Linked DNA regions of Acanthopagrus latus: region 1 is linked to region 2. Evidence: chromatin contacts called from public Hi-C data. All regions are on one chromosome and are shown on one strand. The core of a region is the stretch at or near the end of the contact, and the rest is flanking DNA. Distances in the headings are between cores, read along the strand shown.

What was found. A called contact is a pair of places that touch in the nucleus more often than the background predicts.
Region 1: a Hi-C map of liver shows a contact between it and region 2, with 1.9 times the contacts expected there. The contact joins the promoter of xylb here to the promoter of eci2 in region 2. A contact is called at or near these places in 2 of 4 Hi-C or Micro-C datasets (liver and muscle).

The regions. Positions count from the first base shown.
Region 1 is chr19:24,360,060-24,365,069 of fAcaLat1.1, reverse strand. It overlaps xylb (xylulose kinase), which reads left to right and starts at 2,345. Exons shown (of 19, transcript XM_037079740.1): 1 at 2,345-2,428; 2 at 2,774-2,856; 3 at 3,258-3,327; 4 at 3,520-3,600; 5 at 3,980-4,066; 6 at 4,143-4,271; 7 at 4,396-4,461; 8 at 4,533-4,605; 9 at 4,740-4,858; 10 at 4,988-5,010. The coding sequence starts at 2,375. nub1 (NEDD8 ultimate buster 1) reads left to right here. Exons shown (of 15, transcript XM_037078876.1): 13 at 1-31; 14 at 415-622; 15 at 1,049-1,608. The coding sequence ends at 1,191.
Region 2 is chr19:24,151,635-24,156,399 of fAcaLat1.1, reverse strand. eci2 (enoyl-CoA delta isomerase 2, mitochondrial) reads right to left here and starts at 2,610. Exons shown (of 12, transcript XR_005071443.1): 1 at 2,421-2,610; 2 at 1,708-1,769; 3 at 1,036-1,139; 4 at 455-553. rheb (GTP-binding protein Rheb) reads left to right here and starts at 2,699. Exons shown (of 8, transcript XM_037078904.1): 1 at 2,699-2,902; 2 at 3,497-3,568; 3 at 3,697-3,764; 4 at 3,877-3,959; 5 at 4,279-4,335; 6 at 4,474-4,521; 7 at 4,630-4,711. The coding sequence starts at 2,851.

The DNA of each region.
Region 1 (5,010 bases), core at 1,096-3,595, 210 kb before region 2:
AGAAGGTGTCAGTCCAGAGAAGGTGGAGCAGGTATGCACTCTACATGTTCATCTGTCTGTCTCAATGTCAGCAAACCTCACAACTTCTGACCAATCAGATCCCTGGAAACACTGAGTCTTCACTCCTACAGAAGCCTGACAGGGACAAACGGCTCACAGTGGAGCTCAGGAGCTTCTGACAAACATGATGGAGATGAAATCTGTTGTGACTTCACAACATCTAAACGTCTAAAACACATTCAGGTGTTTGTTTCAGGTTTCTGTCTCATTTGCATATTCAAACCTAGGAATGAGTAATGAGCTGGAGTTTCACCTTCTTCTCCTGAAGTGTCTGTTAATGTCGTCTTGTGTGTTGGATCCTCCCGTGTGTCATCATAATCACTAAGCTGATGGCTGTGCCCTCCTCTGCTCCAGCTGCTGTACCTGGGCTTTGAGCGGCAGGTGTCTGAAGCAGCGCTCAGACTGACGGGTGGAGACGTCCAGGTGGCCACTCAGCTGCTGCTGGACAACCAGGGCGTCCTGTCCCCGGAGCTCCTGTCAGTGTCCCCGCCCTCCACCTCTTCCTCCTCCTCCTCACCCTCACCCTCCTCTGAGGAGCCCAGCACCTCCTCCAACTCCACAGGTAGGGCCCTGACCTCTGCGGAGAAGGTGGGGAACGTTACACCAAACTCCATTCAAAAATCACAGGATTTAGAATTCAGGAAACACGTTCCTTATTTTGTTTTTCTGTGAAGCTCCAGAAGTGTATTGTGGACCACAGAACCGGCAGGCGGGACAGACAACAGAACCAGATGTAGATGAATCCGCCTCTGAAAATAGTCCCCAACAAAACTGTGTTTTCTTTAGTTTTTACGTCTTCAGTAGGAACCAATGAGCCACAGACAGGAAGTCAGACGGCATTAAGAGACGGACCAGAGAGTCATTTTGAGCCTGAAGATGAGATTTATTCATTAAAAACAATAAAGTAACAGCACACTGATGCTAGAAGTTATTTATTTTGGAGCGACTAATAATGAATCATTAACACTTGACTGATGTTTGTCGTCAGAGGACAACGAGCTGGTGAACGAGGTGCTGGAGGACATCTCCCGCCACGAGGAGGACTACCTGGACCTGACGCTGGAGGAGGAGAGCCAGCTCATCGCCGCCATGAAGACCTACCTGAACCGAGAGCCCACACACACCGTGTGACACACACACACACACACACTTTAACCCATTTAAAACAGCAATAACCTTGATTTTGTTTTTTGATTTTTTATTTCAAAGACTGTAACAGTGAAGTGCCAAAGCTGAGACGACACATGCAGACGTGACGCCTCGTCCTCGTCACCAGGTCTCCGTGTCGTCCATCCTATAAATCTGTTTCTGAGTTTTGTTGTCAAGACAAATGTTCAGTTGACATTTGAAACTGGAGCAGAAGAAGAAGCGGCTGCTTGTTATTATTTCTAGTTTCCTCCATGAAATCCTGAGTTCAGAGGTGAAAGCACAGGAAGTGTCGATGTTGAAGAGCTGCTGCTCTCTTTGTGTTCGCTGACTGTGGCCACTTTAATTTAATGTCATGTTGATGTTGAGTTAATAAAGAAACTGAAGGTTTGTTTGACTTCATCTGTCTGTTGAAGCATCACTGACAGTCTGTACTCCACTCCAACTACTGTACTGTGTAATCCATTACTTCAGCTTCAGTTCCTGTTCACACAACAAGTTACAGCATGAAGAGTTTATTAAATAAATGATGTTTGTATGAAGGAACCAGCAGTGTTTGTCTGCTAACACGTGCTGTGAAGTGTGTGGAGCTCCTGACACACGACTGTCAGAATGAAGACTGCAGTGGAAACATGTCGCTCAAACTGAAGATCACCTGCACAAAATCAAACTGTTCGACTTGTTCTCTGAATGATAAAAAGAACAATCAGGAGACAAAAACTCATCTTCATGTGAACATGCAATCTGTGTGAATACAGAATATTTAGATGTTTTCTCATAATATGTTTTTTTTATGATTAATATTTTATTGGGATTTTTGAATATCCCACATTACAAGTACACATGTGGAAATTGTTGGTTACGAAGCAATATTGAGGCTTAAGTACAGAAAGTAAACAAATAACTATGTTAAACAATGCATACACACCAGGAGAAGGAAGAAAACAACAACAGTGCCAAAACAAAACAAAAAACAGGAGAGTACAACAGCAATAAAGTCAAATAAATAAGTAATATTACGTTTTTAATATTAAATTAGAATTTAACAGATGATATAAATCACAGATAAACTCTGTGTTCATGTTGATCTACAGGAAGGAGGGGTACTGTCTCTTTAAATATTTAACTCCTCCTCCTCCGCGTGTGTGTGTGTGTGTGTGTGTGTGTGATGATGGCCGCTCTCTCTCCTTTGCACCTTGGTTTTGACTTCAGCACTCAGCAGGTAAAACTCTTTATTTAATTCACCCGCACGTCGCACGCGGCCACGCGCTCCACGTACGTGGCCGCGTGCGACGTGCGGCAGGTGAGCTGCGGAAGGATCGTGTTCGAGTCGTGAGTGTTGCGGTTCTGATGGACTCTGAGCCGAAACACTGAGCTGAGAGTGTGATGATGAAAGTACGTGGTCTCACTGAGGCTTTGACTGTTACTGTACACACTCTGTACTCAGTGTGAGTACAAGTACACGCTGCACAGAGTAAAAGTACTGTGAGTACAGACAGCAGCAGCAGGCTGTACTGTGAACTGTGACTCCTGATACTACGCCTGTGTACTGTGACCTGCTCTGCAGCTGAAGGTGGTGGCGATCGATGGAGGACTGAACGTGGTTCATCAGAACAATGTGCAGTTTGACCCGGAGCTGCCGGAGTTCAGGTACCAGATCACTACTGTGTATAACTACTGTGTATAACTACTGTGTATAACTACTGTGTACTACTACTGTGTACTACTACTGTGTATAACTACTGTGTACTACTACTGTGTACTACTACTGTGTATAACTACTGTGTACTACTACTGTGTACTACTACTGTGTATAACTACTAGTTCTTGTACGTGATGTCGGAGCAGATTAGACAAAGTTTTGGTTACAGAACTTTTATTAAATCAGTTTGTGTTTTGTGTTTTATTTTGAAGTAACGTTGTATTTGTGCAGTTTCTATGTTTTATTTTGGTAGAACAGTTTGTTGTTTGTCTGTCAGATGAAATGTTAAAGTTTGATAATGGATCACAGAGACTGAGTGGTGTTTCAGTCTGTTCTGTCTGTGTGTCAGGACTCAGGGAGGAGTTCACCTGCACGCTGACAGACTGACCGTCACCTCACCTGTACTGATGTGGGTGAAGGTAGGACACACACACACACACACACACACACACACACACAGTCATGATGATTCAGGTGTTTTCTGTCCTCAGTTAAAGTTTTAACTCATCAGGTGACCTCTGACCTTTGACCTCTGACTAATCACATTTTTCTGTGTTTGTGTCCTTGAGCTGCGCTCTGATTGGTTGTTGTGTCTTTGTGTCCGTCATCAGGCTCTGGACCTGCTGTTGGACAAGGTGAAGAGGGCGGGGCTCGACTTCTCCCGTGTCAGATCATTGTCAGGCAGCGGTCAGGTGAGACCAGAGCCAGGTGTGGTCCGGGCCGGCCCACAGCGCTCTGTGGACAGTCTGGAGAACCACACTAGAGCTCAGGCCTGTCCAAACTGAACCCTGTTTGTATTTTTAGCATTCTGTATCAGGTTCCACTAAAACGTGTAAAAAAGTGAATGGAGTTTGGTTGAAAGATGTTTCTAAAACTGTGAGCAGGCCCACATCAAGCCAGTTTACCACAGAACAAACTTTATATGACATCTTCATCTTTTTTGTACAAACTAAATCATGTTGGTATTCTTAACATTGTAAAATTATGTTATCAGGTTCCACTAAAACGTGTAGAAAAGTGAATGGAGTTTGGTGGGAAGATGTTTCCTCACAACGTCTGTTTGTCTCTCAGCAACATGGCAGCGTGTACTGGAGAACAGGAGCGTCTGAGACCCTGGCACGGCTCGACCCGGGCCAGAACCTGTACCAGCTGCTGCAGGTGTGTGTATCCACGGTGACGAGACATGTGTGGTTACCTGTGATCTGCACCTGCTCATGTGTGTGTGTGTTAACAGGACAGTTTCTCAGTGCTGGACTCACCTGTGTGGATGGACTCCAGCAGCAGACAGCAGTGTCAGGACCTGCAGGCAGCAGCAGGAGGAGCTCAGAAGCTGGCAGAGATCACCGGGTCCAGAGCCTATGAGGTCATACTGTCCCCCTGCCTGTCTGTCTGACATGCATCTCATGGAAAGATGCACGTTTCTATAAATCTGAGATCCTGATGAACTCCTGTTGACTCTGAACTGGATTTATCGTGTCTGTCTGCAGCGTTTCACAGGAAACCAGATCGCCAAAGTGCGACAGACGCGCCCGCAGGACTACCAGGACACCGAGGTCAGCCTCCCGCTTCTGTACTTTAATCATGACATCACTGAAGACTCATGTTTCATAAACTGTGTTTTCAGAGGATCTCATTGGTCAGCAGCTTCGCCGCCTCTCTCTTCCTCGGTGACTACGCTGCCATCGACTACAGTGATGGTACAGAACCAGTTATAACGGACCTCTGTGTATGAACTGACCCATTGTTCCTTCACCTGCTGACTTGATGCGTTCACTGACTCCTGACACGATGCGTTCACTGACTCCTGACATGATTTGTTCACTGACTGCAGGTTCAGGGATGAATCTGTTGGACATCAGAACCAGAAACTGGTCCCAGACCTGCCTGGACGCCACAGCTCCTCACCTGGACCGGCTGCTGGGAGCTCCACTACCCTCCACATCTATACTGGTAAGACTGGTCCATACTGGTCCGTACTGGTCTGCTTAGACTGTTGATTTATTTTGAAAATATTTGCCGGTAAGTCAGCTGAGACTAACAGGAAGTGATGAGCCTGCGTGCTGCTTCCTGTTGTCACAGGGTTCCGCCTCCTCCTACTTCGT
Region 2 (4,765 bases), core at 1,361-3,860:
TGAGAGAGAAACAGACGGTTTATTCAGAGTTTCACTAAAACTGACTCATGATGAATTAAACTGATGTAATTTATTCTTTATTGACTTCATGAGTTTGTGTTTCCTGCTGTCTCCTCTCTGTAGATATATTTTTTAATTTTCCATTGAGATTAATTAAGTACTCAGTCGATCTATTGATCTCTGAATCAGCAGCAGTCTGGAGTCTGGACTCCTCAGGGTCCTAAAGTTCACTGCGTGTCAGCTGCTTTGTGCGATTTGAGAAGGGAAACTCTGCAGGGAAAACATGCAGCATTAAACTGATGTTACTCTGTTCACTTCACCCTGATTGGATTTTATTTCCACCTCAGAACGAGCTGAAGTGTTTCATGATCCATCTTTCCTCCCACATTAAATCATCTCTTCCTGTTTCACCTGCAGCGGACAGTAACATCACGTTGGGTTACAGTGTCAGTACCTGTGAGATGGAGCCCAGAGATTTCCACGCGTCCCACTTAACCTTGTTGACAAAGTCCAGCATGCCTGGTTTGGGAGTGTTGCAGGGACCCTGCGTGGACTGACAGAGGAAGAGGAAGAGGGGGAGGAGGGTTGATCTTTTAAAAAATATGATGCATGTTTTATGATGGCAATAATTCAAACTTTGACAGTCTTCTAACAATATTTGACACTGAAACATAGAAATTCAAATCCTACATTGTGCCTGACAGTCTGGACTCAGTACTCCTGAAGCAATTTACAGACTTTTCACTACAAAAATTAAACTTTAACATCCATCTCTCATTTGGTCAAAGAATGATGGCAGAAGCAGCAGAGATGATGTAGAAATTGTCATTTTGTGTGATCTGGCGCCCCCCACAGGTTCTGAGTGGAACACCGCTGTGGTAACAAATCCCAGGTTTGTCAACTACAGAGATTTAGCATCATTCAAAAGTAAGAAGTCACACTTCAGACAAAAATACAGCAGGAAGAGTGGAAACATAAGAGAGCTGCAGGAGAAACACTTCAGACTCAGACTGGATCACCTGGATCATGTCCCACCTGTTTGAAGAGAGCATAGATCTTCAGTTTGACCTCGTTGCCCGGGTCGTTCTTCAGTGTCGCCATTTTGCTCTTTGCCTGCTCAAACTGCTCCACCGTCGCACCTGAACACACACACACACACACACACACCAATATCACTTATAATCACCAGTATTGATCCTATCAACATGTAATGTTGCTAGAACATGACTGCACCTGATACTGTGAGTCATTTGATCAGCTAATAATTAAATTGCTAAGATCAAGTCGGAGCAGCAAACAACACTGAGAATCATTCTATCGATGAATCATTTAGTCTGTGACACTCAGCTCTGATCAGCTGTTTGCTGTGTTGTTATTAATTGTTATTGTTCTTCAGATCATCAGTAATCATCTATTTTTCTGTAGTCCTGTTGTCTGTTTTTGTTTGACTTTACATGTTCCTCATGTTTAAGTTGTTTTTCTGTCTTTGTTTCAGCTTGTTCCAGCTTGTCTGAACTGTACTGATCTGTATGAAACTGAGTGAAGTTTGTCTGGTATTCTCTTGAAAATGGTACAAAACATAGAAAAGCAGCATTTGATCACACTGAGGACACTTTGAAAACTGACTGAGTGATCACTGGACTTCATTTCTGTTAGTCAAATGATCCATTAATGGACTGATGAATTACAGATAGACCAGACACTCACCCATCATCGGAGACGCTGTGGTGTGAAACTTCAGACTGGGAACTGTGGAGCTTCTGACCAAACTGGTGACAAAGCAAACAAAATGCTTATTTGAGAAGCTTTCGTTGTTTTGAACATCAACTGACCTCTGAATAAATCTCCCACTCTGCTGTCTGTGGGCAGGATGAATAATGGCTGAATGGATGAATGATTAGAAACAACAAGGACACTCAGTGTGAATATCAGGTGATGTCAGTCCTCCACCTCTGAGCTCTGAATCTGGAGCAAAGGTCACAGCTAGCACGGCTAACTACTGCTGCTTTGTTATGCTAGCATAACCACTTAATTACATAACTAATAAGAGACATTTGTTCCATGAACTTCTACTAAAAGACAGTTTTACACACATTTACCTGTTAGTGAAGATAAACACCTGGAGCAGGACTGACTGATGCTAACTGTCTTGTTAGCTTGTTAGCATCATTCCTTGAGCTGTCAGATGTTTGCTACACTGCAAGCTAACAGCTAAAACATCGTTATGCAGGTGAAGACACAACAGTACTGACACGCACCGACTTCCCTTCTGAGACTGCTAACTTAGACAAGCTAACTATTAGCTGTGCAGCACTGTGACCCCTCTGTGCAGTTAAAGTTAGCCTGGCAGAGTCGAAACCGCCGCTAACACCTTCAAACCGCCGTGAAGTCCGCTGACAGCCACAGTTTCTGATTCTCACCTTCGTAGTTTGACTAAACGCCAGGGAGCGAACAGCTTCAGGGCGACGCCGGCCATTTAATCCCAGAGAAGGAGGTCCAAAGTTCGTGGGGACGAAGCGGGGCAGGGAAGAGTTAACTAGCTTTAGCCACAGCAGAGCTAACCAGCAGCTAGTATCTGTTTACTCCGCTTGCCCCGCCCACTCTGTCATCTCCTGCTCGCCTATTGGCTGAACACACACGTCTTGCAGTCTGATTTGTCGAATGGACGTCGTCTTCGAGTCAGCGGCGCGTCCCCCTTTGAGCCAATTGGAACGTACGCTCACGACTTAGACCCGCCTCTGTGCGTGTTGCGTGGCCAATCAGCGTTGAGCGTTTATTAATGATGCGCTGACTGAGGGTCGAGATGATGCAGGAGTTCTGCTGCTGTGTCCGCCGGGCCGGGTGATCCAGATGACACCATGCCGCTGCCAAAATCCCGGAAAATCGCCGTGCTGGGCTACAGGTCGGTGGGTAAGTGCTCGTCACGTTTATAGCCGGAAGAAAATAAGCGCAGTGCGTTGGATGACGCTGTGGCGAATGACAGCCTGAAGCCACGCCCCTACTATCAGTTCCTATAAAGCATGTTCTCCACGAACATCTGCCTGTCCGTCATCCCGTCGGTCCACAGGAGGCAGTGAACGCAACACGGAACCAGAGGACTCACTGTGCTCGTACCTCTGTGTTCTGACAGCTGCAGACAGATGTTCAGGTCCAACTTTGAACCATCCACACGAGATAATGAGATAAAGCTGACAGCCAATGAGAAGGCAGGGCAGGTGTGGTGCTGATGCTGCAGCATCATGGCTGGTCCAGGAGCTTCTGTGATTGGAGCACACTGTTACATGATGACCAGCTCCACCTGCACACACAGACTGACAGTGACAGTAGCTATTACTAATCATTTTATTATTGATAAGTATTGATCATGTTTGACCAATCAGAGCTCAGCGTCTGTGAGCTCTGTTCTCCTACTGGTCCCTGAACATGATGCTACGTTCACTAACACCATGCTATTTCCTGTGTGTGTGTGTGTGTGTGTGTGTGTGTGTGTGTCCAGGGAAGTCTTCTCTCACCATCCAGTTTGTGGAGGGACAGTTCGTGGACTCGTATGATCCGACGATAGAGAACAGTAAGTGAGGTGTGGTCACAGCGAGCTGAAGCCCCGCCCCCTTCCTGAAGAGAGACAGATGATGTATTGATCCTGTTTGACTTGTGTTATGATTAATGTGTGTGTGTGTTTGTGTGTGTGTGTGTCAGCGTTCACTAAGACGATGACGGTGAACGGTCAGGAATACAACCTGCAGCTGGTCGACACGGCCGGACAGGTGAGCTCTTTTTAGTTTCATGTGAGGACGGCGACAACAAACTACACCTGTTATTATTAGTGTTAAATGGTGTGTGTGTGTGTGTGTGTGTGTGTGTGTGTGTGTGTTGCAGGATGAGTACTCCATCTTCCCTCAGAGTTACACCATCGACGTGGACGGTTACATCCTCATCTACTCCGTCACGTCCTACAAAAGGTTGACGACTCTTTAATCTCTTTAATTTATATTCTTTCATTAATATTTACTCTGTTCACCTCCTTTATTGTTTTAAATTTAATTTATTCTTCAGCTTAATTAAACTCCCTCTAACTCTTTTTCTCCTCTGTTCTCACTTCCTATAGCAGTGAATCTGATGAGTCCTGTGATGATGAACGTGTTCTGGTTCTGGTTCTGTTCTCTCTTTCTTTCTTTCCCTTCTTCATTCTCTCTCTTCTTAACGAGCTCATTGATTGGGTGGTGATCGGCTCTCTGACCATATATGGTCACTGTGTGCTGTTGTTGTGTCTCTGTGTAGTTTTGAGGTGGTCAGAGTCATTCACGAGAAGCTGCTGGACATGGTGGGAAACGTCCAGTATGTGCACACACACACACACACACACACACACACACACACACACACACACACATTTACTAATAACTAATAACTCTCCTGTCGACTGAACTCTGAACTCTTCATTCACACTTCATCAATTCTGTGTTTTCTCTCCAGAGTTCCAATTATTTTAGCTGGGAACAAGAAAGACTTACACATGGAGAGGTGAGACACACACACACACACACACACACACACACACGAGAAGCAGGAAGTGATGTCAGAGTGTTGGATCATGGTCCTGACGCTCTGCTCTCTGCTGTGGTTGTGCAGAGTGATCAGCTTCGAGGAGGGGAAAGCTCTGGCCGAGTCGTGGAACGCTGCCTTCCTCGAGTCTTCAGCCAAAGAGAACCAGGTGAGGAACCAAGTGCTAAACCTGGAGAACACAGAGAGGAAAGATCGTTAATGA